Regions from separate parts of the Mus musculus genome. Here all the other regions are linked to region 3. The links are chromatin contacts, called in public Micro-C and promoter capture Hi-C maps. All regions are on one chromosome and are shown on one strand. The core of a region is the stretch at or near the end of the contact, and the rest is flanking DNA. Distances in the headings are between cores, read along the strand shown.

Region 1 (2,700 bases), core at 92-2,591, 480 kb before region 3:
AAAATTTGACGGAAACCATCAACGTGTCAATTGTTGTCATAGTAACCTACAGGCAAGTATCTGTTGAATTAACCAGAGACCTTCTATCCCTCAGATCTGAGGAAACTCAATGGTTCAAACACAGGAACTATTCCTGCCGTGGCCTGAAGTTCACTCTCGGAGCAGATTTGCTTTCCCGGAGGCAAAACCAAACAAGTTTCAAGTTTCCATCCTAAAATCACACCTAAATATTTAGGGGATGAAAGGCGTTGCTTTTCCGTATGCATGAAGTCATCAGAGGAAACATTAGAGTGAAGGAAAGACGTGTGTTGTTTCATTTGGTACTACTGACCAATCGTCGAATTCATTGACTCCCTCCACACTTAGGTGTATACTAACCAAAGAGGCTACCTGTGGGGACTCTGTTAGACCTACGACAATTGCGTTTCTAAAGCTTCATCCATCTGTTTATTTACTTAGCAAAAGGTTTTGCTCCTAATAAATCATTTCGCAGACTGTGTTTATCAAGGTCAGAGTTTTCCACTTCCTCTTGAGGCGAGTGGGGGCATCTTTATAATTACATTTTAATGCTTTTATGGCCTTCTAAAAAGAAAAAGAAAAAAAAAAAAAAGAAAGAAAGAAAGCAAAGCACAGCTGTCCAAGACAGCAGTGAATCCAGTCTGATGGTGGTGGAGTGAGATCGCTTCTCTCTGGGTCAGACCTCTCCTGAAATCAAGATTTCTCAGTTTCTCTGCTAGGAATTTTCCTTCATCTTATCACAAGGCAACAGCCACACCAAAGAGGTTGTGACTGCGCAAGCCCCCCGGCTGGCTCGCTACCCTGAGATCAACAGGTCCTGCAGCCAGGAGCAAGCCCACAGTGGGCTGCATGTTCTGCAGCTCACAGGCTCCACATAAAGAGCAGATGTCCCCTAATTCGGAAGGACGCCTTAGGCGCAGGACGCGCTGTCAAGCCTGGTGGCTGGCGTTCACATCTCTCAGGAGAACCCCAAAGTCGCCCTTAGGGAGGGACCCGGAGACCACCGGGACTCACCCAGGGGCTGAGCCCTCAGGGGCTCGTACCCTGTCCTCAGGGAGCCACCTGGACACGTGCGTGTCACTCACCTGTTCACTGTCCAGGCCGGGGAGACAGCCGCGGTCCTCTCCAAGTTCGCAATCCGCCCGCGGAGACTAGGAAGCTCTCCCACCCTGACCCACGCGGGCTACAGGAGGCGTTTGAGAGTTGGGGGGCCGCGATTGCGGTTGGGAGTCGCTGGGGCTGCAAGTGCGGTGCCCGGACGGGGTCTCTTCCCTCGCGCTCGCTCAGACTAGCAGCGCAGAGACTGCGGCAGGACGCGAGCTCCGGCCAGCCGCCGCTGCGCTCCGCCACCAAGATGCTGCAGTGAGGTGCCCGGGCGCCCCCTGCTGGACCAGTCTGCGAGCCGAGCGCCTCACAACCCAGCCTAGCTCAGCGCCAGGCCTGCAGGCTTCAGCTAAGTCCTTTCTTGATTAAAAAGCATCACTTACGCAGTGTTCTCTACGCCTTTTTTCAAAGGATCTTGCTAATACGCCCTGGGAATGTGTTCAGTTATCTTCATGATATTCGAGAGGAAGCAGAGGATTTTTAAAAAAGATAGAAATAAACGGGTCCAAGACTAGTAAATGGCTGGGAGAAAATCCGGAAAGGATCGGAAACAAATATACTTCCAAAGATATAAACACCAAATTTAACCGAAATTCATATTTGTATATATGAGAAAGTCCCCGGTGTGCTCTGTTCCCTCTGGAAGACCAGCATTTATAAGATTTGCTTTGGCGTCAAACCCCATCCCGTTCAAACCTCAACAAAGATAATTAACATGCATGCTATGCTAAGCTAAGCAAGACCTGCTTACATCCCCCATCTCCTTTGATATTCACCTCCCTGGAGGTAAGCATGGCTATTGTAATTGCTGGTCTTTCGGAGGGAAAGGAGAGCTTCTGAGAGGTTAAAGGATTCCCAAAGACGATGGTGGGCATGAACAAAGCAACAGGAAATGTCTATGCCTTTCTCCTTTTTCATTCCAAAGCTGGGTTTTCTTACCAGGGTATCTGGTGACTCACTGAAAGCGAGGCTAGGCAACAGGAGCAGGCAGGGGCCCAGGGCGATAGGAATAATCAGTGGAGCCACTCTGGTGGAAGAAAGTCTCTGCCCCGTGGAGGCAGAGACTTGGCAGGCAGGGTGGATGAAGAGGTTGGACTTGTGATAGCCTCAGCATGTGTCCTGATAACTCACTGAGAAACCTTTAACACACCACATCCAGCGTGAATTTCCAGATCCCCCCTCCCCGACTTCCTGGGGACCCCAGATCTGACCTACAGTGACACTCCCTCCCACATGCCCCAGCACCCTGCCAGTATTGGGCTTGCTTTGCATTCTCTCAAGTTTCTCCTTGTTCTGCTAACCCTTGACATTCCAGGGGCTGGAAGAGTGGGGGAAGAGTACTGTGTGTGCACCCATGCTCTCCCCCTGTTGCAGGGCCTGCTGCACAATGATCAAACGGATGCAACAAGACCATTTGAGACATGATACATCTAAATTGTTTATCCACTGAACTTGGAAGAGCTATTTAGTGTGGACTTGAAGACATGGGTCCCGTCCTTGAGAAACAGCGATTTCAGCATCTCGGAATACAAACGGTCTTAGAGCCTACAGTAAGAAGACAAATTATATTTGTAGACA
Region 2 (2,700 bases), core at 84-2,583, 400 kb before region 3:
ACACATGTATATGCACAATTAACCTTACATATGTATTTAATTCACATACTGATACTAAAATAAAACTCTATTTAAAAGAATAACTTCTGGCATCTTGTGAGTACCACTTAGGCCCCAACTTGAGCATCTCTGTCTGGAAATTAGATCACTGTGGAGCCTCTTTGATGTAGCTGGAAATGGAAAACCACTTTCAAAAGCTTCAAAATAAAAGAAAAACATATCAGACCAAAGGCTCTGAAAGTGCAGGTCTGAGGAGCCATTTCTTAGAAAGCACTCGAGTTTGGCCCAGAAGTGGGAAGCAGGGAAAACCTTGGGGGGGGGAGAGGGAGGGAGGGCATGAGAGTCAGGCCAACAAAGGACAGGCACGAGGGCGCTGAACAGAAGTCCATCAAGGCTGTGTACTGAGGTAGCTTTGGTGCCAGCAAGGGAAACACTCACACACAAGCCCAGAGCCTCGTTCTGTTTTCTGAAGAACTGTTAGTGCCTCGATCTATTCATGCAAAAATTCCTAATCCAAACCTTTAGTTTATAGTCCTCATGTAGAAAAAGATGAGCACACACGACTCTGATCCTATAGCAGGCCACCATTCCTCAGCTGTGTCCCAGAGTGCTGGTGACACACTCCTAAGTGCACCGCCAGGGTGCCCTTTTCTGTCACCTGATACCACACTTTGAAGGATAAAAACAAAATTCCAGCACCTCAGGGCCCACCCAGGACATTTACATGATAAAAAGAAATGACTTAATATAATGAATCCCACTTTTTATTTTTAATATAGAGTTGTCTTTCAAAAACTACACAAAACCTCTAGAGACAGATAAGTAGACATGAGACACACTTCATGGAAATCGTTGCTTGTGATTCTAAATTCTTAGATTAGTTAGTTATTCATGGATAATTCAGAGTACTTAGTGTGTTCACACACAGAGAGAATATATTACACACTTATTCTAAATACGTGTAAAATACTGTGAGCTAGGTGTGGGCAGCAGGATAAGAGGGGGAAACGCACAGAATTATTCAGTTTCCCTAGCTGATTATAGGATGCTATGGGGGAATTGAACTGAGGTCGGGGGGTATAGAAGTTGAGATTCACTCCTCTTTTCGAAAACATTAAGTGTCACTTGTAGTGTCACTTGTAAATACAAGGGCAAAGGAACGGGGGGGGGGGGTTGAGAAGGGCCTGAGATAAGAGAGAGGGGAAACCCTCAAACAACTCTTCCTAGGAGACTCTGGAAAGGCTGAGGCGGAGCCTGGTCTGGGGGGCTGCCTAGCAATGGGAAGCAGGCAGGCCCTGGTGGGAGGACCCAAGATCTGCACTTGAGGAGTTCCTTGCTCTGAGAGAGAACACCACTGTTGCTAGGGGGCCGCGGAGGGTTGTCTGCCTGCGGAGCTCGGGCAGCTCCTTCCGCACGCCGACCCCTGCCTCCCGTGGCAACCGCTGTAGCTGTGGCGCAGAGCCTCGCCCACTGCCATCCCCACCCTCTCCATCCTTAGCCATTAAACAACGCCGGCTCCAAGCACGTTCTAGCAGGACTCGGGCACAGAAGAGGAGAGCGATCCATCCGGGGGCACAGGACGACCTGCCAGGCGACATGCGGCCGCCCGGAGCCGCCCGGGCGCCCGAAGTCTGAGGCTGCCAGCCGGGACTGGTCATTGTAAGCGCCACGGAGAACTGCTGGCGCTGCCGTTCCCTCCCCGGTCCCTGGTCGCGCCGCGATGGGGCACCTGCCTAGGGGAACGCTCGGGGGCCGCCGCCTGCTACCTCTGCTCGGGCTCTTTGTGCTGCTCAAGGTAGGGTCCCCCAGTCCTCGGAGATGGGGATCCATCCCGCCGTGGGGAGCTATTCGCTCAGGGTGCGGTGACCAGGCGGAGAGCGCCAGTCGCACACGCTTTGTCCTCAGAGCGGTGCCGGGTGGGCTGCGTAGCTGCGGGTGGAAAGATCTGGAAGTTTGAGCCTTCCAGTTGTCTCCCTTTGTACTCTGCTACCTCAGCGATGAGCTTGCGGGATAGAGCTTTCTCAGGCAAAATGAGGGCACTTTTTTTAGTGGTTCCCACTGCACCCCTATGCCACTTCACCTTCGCGCCCTCCCCCAGTGAAGCCTCGGTACAGCTGCTTTGTCTCAGTCAGTTTGCCTTCTGCGGGAGGGAATCACACGCAGGGCGCTGAGCTCTGGACTAGACGCACCGGCCAGGCGGGGCGAGGGAGAGGGCTCCATTGAATAAGGAATCGGTTCAACTCCCAAGGAGGTCACTCCCTGTCTTACCCTCCATCCACCTAGGGATGCCTGGTAAAACTCTACACAGTTCCATCCTCTCGTAACAGGATGCTGCCACTGATTTTTAATGGTGGAATATATGATTTATAAAACTCACCTTTTCCTATCCTCTTTGGAACGTGTGGCTCAAAATTGTACTTTGAGAAAAAAAAGTGAAAAGGAAAATACTGTTTAAAAAAGAAAAACAAAATCTTGACACTTCAAGCATGTAGTGTTTTTATTTTTTAAGCTGTTTTCTTGGCATATGAAGGGAAGTTGGGAATTGGTACCCCCTCACTCCGGGTTCCGAAGGTCTGCTTTCCTTCCTAGTCCTTTCTCCCTTCTTGCCCCAGCAACTGAAGGATGGCCACAGGTGATCGGGAGCTATCCTTTCAGCACCATGAGGATACCTAGCTAGAGGAGGTCAGCCCGTTAATGACT
Region 3 (2,700 bases), core at 136-2,635:
TCACTGTCCCAAGATCTACAATTCTACACAATGAGCGCAGCCGTTCCAAAACCCAGGGAGCCTTAGAATGGCATCCTTTCAAGAGCGAGAAATTAGAAACAGCCCGCAACACAGACACTTTGACGATTTTTTTTAAACATAAAAAAAGTCTTCCAGGAATCGTAATTCCACCTCCTCCCCAAAGTGGCAAAACCAAATAAAACTTCAAAGTACCCACACGTGTCTGAACCAAGTTGGATCTGAACTATCTTATTCGCTTTTTCGTCTCTTTCTCTTACTGTCTGAGGCAAGAAGGGAAACCTTTAGAAGAAAAGCAGCCATGCATTCGCTGAAACACTGGCTCAGGAAGACCTCCTCTTCTAATGCCTCGCTGCTCCAAATGTCTATGGATTTTAAGCCCAAACCCTAGGGCGTCCTGCCCCGGCGAGATGCCAACAGCACTTGGGGGCTACAGGAGGAGGATTTGAACAACATGGCTCAGAGAACCGGGCAAAGATTTTTGCATGTGTATTGTAGTCATTGAAAGGAAGGAAGGGATGAGACCCCGGGGCGCCTTCACTGTCTCTCTCGGTGGGTGTGGAGCCCTCCGAAGCACTACTGACAGCCATAGAGAGGCCATCTTCCTAAAAGTAAAATGGTGTTGGAAAGTGATCCAGAATTCACAACTATTCAAACACAGCGAGCTACCTCAACTGGAGGGTGTATACCAGGGCGGGTCCACATCTCAAACAGGTTTCCTAAGGGGTCCCCACTTGAGCTGGGTGAGAGGCGCTCCGAAAGCCCTGCATCTAAGACGTTAGGGCGGGGTGGGAGTCCAGGTGTGCGGAACTCAGGTACGCCCGCGCAGCCCAGGGGAGCGCGGGGTCTCTCGGGGGACCTCGGCGACCACCCGGGCGGAGGAGGCCGCGGGGGGATCGGGTCTCCTGGCTTCGGGGTGCGCGGAGCGGGCGCGGGGACGCGCTAGGGCGGCAGCGCCGCGCACACCTGGCCGCCGACACACCAGTTGCAAAGGGTCCAAGTGAACCGCAGCGGCCGCTGAGCCTGGCACCACTCCGGTGACGGCTCACAAAGACCCTTATGGGAAAGCGAGAGGGAGCCCATGCCGCGGGAATCCCACCCGGGGAGCCGCACTGATGTTCGGGGGGCTCTTACCTAGGATCCGCCCTCCGAGCAGCCGCGCTCCTCAGGGAGTGCCACGACCTCCCTAGACGCGAGGGAGGTGACGGAGGGAGAAAGATCCCGGAGCTGGAGCGCCCGCCGCGCCCCGCTGCAGACACGCCGCTGGGGCTTGCCCCGCGCCCTGCGCCCTGCGCCCTGCGCCCAGCGCCCCGGGAGCCCGCTTCGCCCGCCGCCCGGGCCGTGTGTGCGCGCCGCTCGCTCCCGGACACAGCCAGCGCGCGCCGCGCATGCCCAGCAGCGAGCCGGGAACGCGCGTTGCCCCGCGCGGCCGGGAGAGGGCTCCGTTTGCAAGATCTTGAGGACAGTTGAGTCTCTAGTAGACCCTAGGGCTCTGGATAGAATCTCAAGGGCTTCATCCCACAAGGCGAGCACGGCACCCCGCAGGGGAGACCCGGGATCCCAGCCTCAGAGTGGTGTCTACAATTCCTCAAGTGAAATGACCTAGGTCTGCAGAGCACAGCCGGGGGGGGGGGGGGGGGGGATGCCGCAGGCGGAAAGAGCGCTCAGGTGACCGCGGCCAGATCCTGCCACACAACTGATGACTAGTGTTAATCTGGGAGTTACTGCCCTACTCAACTACCAAGAAGAGGTATTCCCCAGCCTCTGACCTGTGACCTGTGTCCATTGGTCTGCTCCTGTACCATCTCTCTTCAACCAAAGCAGTATGCAAGTGGTACCCAAGGGCTTCACTGGTTTAGAGAGACTACAATACTCCAGTCCCTGGATATAGCCAGCAAGCCCAGACCTGTCTCACCAGGCGTCCTGGATCCCATTTTTCATAGGAGCTCCTGCCAAGAGTCTGGTGTAGTTTCAAGTATGGGAGACTCTTTAGTCCAGTAATAACTACTCACCACTGCTCAGTGCTCCTTGGCTCGATCACTGAAGCCACAAAATAAGGATCTGCCAGTCTTCTCTTCTGAACCTGGCATTTTCTTACCTTCTACAATACCTCCGTTGTCACAGCTACGCCCCCAGACACCCTGGCCCTTCTAACTTCCAAGGCAATTGACTTCCAAAGAAGCCAAGGCAGACTATTAAACAAAACTTGGCTTAAATAGCTGGGCCTACCTGCTTTGCGAGGCAAGCAAAAGCTCATTCAAGAGACCGTGAATTAGCAGGCCAAGATGGAGACTAAAAGGGGGCAGTGATGGGTTTTATGATTAAGTTCGGTCTACTGCCTTCATCCAGAATCTTCCTCCATCCAACATTCCCAACAGACTGACATCCACTTGAGCATGTCCAGTGTTCGAAATAGCTGGTTTTGATAGATGGTATAGAAAACTAGGATTGTTAATTGACAATCTCTGCCAGGAGCTACAAATTTTACTTTACACCATCTCTAACCCTTAAAATGAATCACCGCTTTAGAAAATTGGGAAAATGTTATTCAGAATTTTCTTTTTGCCAAAGCCAATAGTGACATTAGGATTGAAATCCAGGTCTGCCTACTCCACAGCTTACATACATAGATTTATATACTCAGATCAACTCTCCTTCAACTGTAGACTGGGAAAGATGGAC

The links. A called contact is a pair of places that touch in the nucleus more often than the background predicts. Capture Hi-C pulls out chosen DNA fragments and counts their contacts.
Region 1: a promoter capture Hi-C map of adipose tissue shows a contact between it and region 3. The contact joins the promoter of Rerg here to the promoter of Eps8 in region 3. A contact is called at or near these places in 8 of 39 promoter capture datasets (the 3T3-L1 cell line, the HPC-7 cell line, cranial neural crest and 5 more), 3 of 115 datasets of contacts at active chromatin or transcription factors (embryonic stem cells and large pre-B cells) and 1 of 9 other capture datasets (adipose tissue).
Region 2: a contact with region 3 is called in a Micro-C map of embryonic stem cells, with 10 times the contacts expected there. The contact joins the promoter of Ptpro here to the promoter of Eps8 in region 3. A contact is called at or near these places in 3 of 39 promoter capture datasets (cranial neural crest, hippocampal neurons and stem cell-derived epiblast-like cells), 1 of 484 Hi-C or Micro-C datasets (embryonic stem cells) and 4 of 115 datasets of contacts at active chromatin or transcription factors (embryonic stem cells and stem cell-derived neural progenitor cells).

What each region holds. Positions count from the first base shown.
Region 1 is chr6:137,168,377-137,171,076 of GRCm38.p6, forward strand. It overlaps Rerg (RAS-like, estrogen-regulated, growth-inhibitor), which reads right to left and starts at 1,342. Exons shown (of 5, transcript NM_001164212.1): 1 at 1,104-1,342.
Region 2 is chr6:137,250,966-137,253,665 of GRCm38.p6, forward strand. Ptpro (protein tyrosine phosphatase, receptor type, O) reads left to right here and starts at 1,334. Exons shown (of 27, transcript NM_011216.3): 1 at 1,334-1,795. The coding sequence starts at 1,721.
Region 3 is chr6:137,647,900-137,650,599 of GRCm38.p6, forward strand. Eps8 (epidermal growth factor receptor pathway substrate 8) reads right to left here and starts at 1,386. Exons shown (of 22, transcript NM_007945.3): 1 at 1,153-1,386.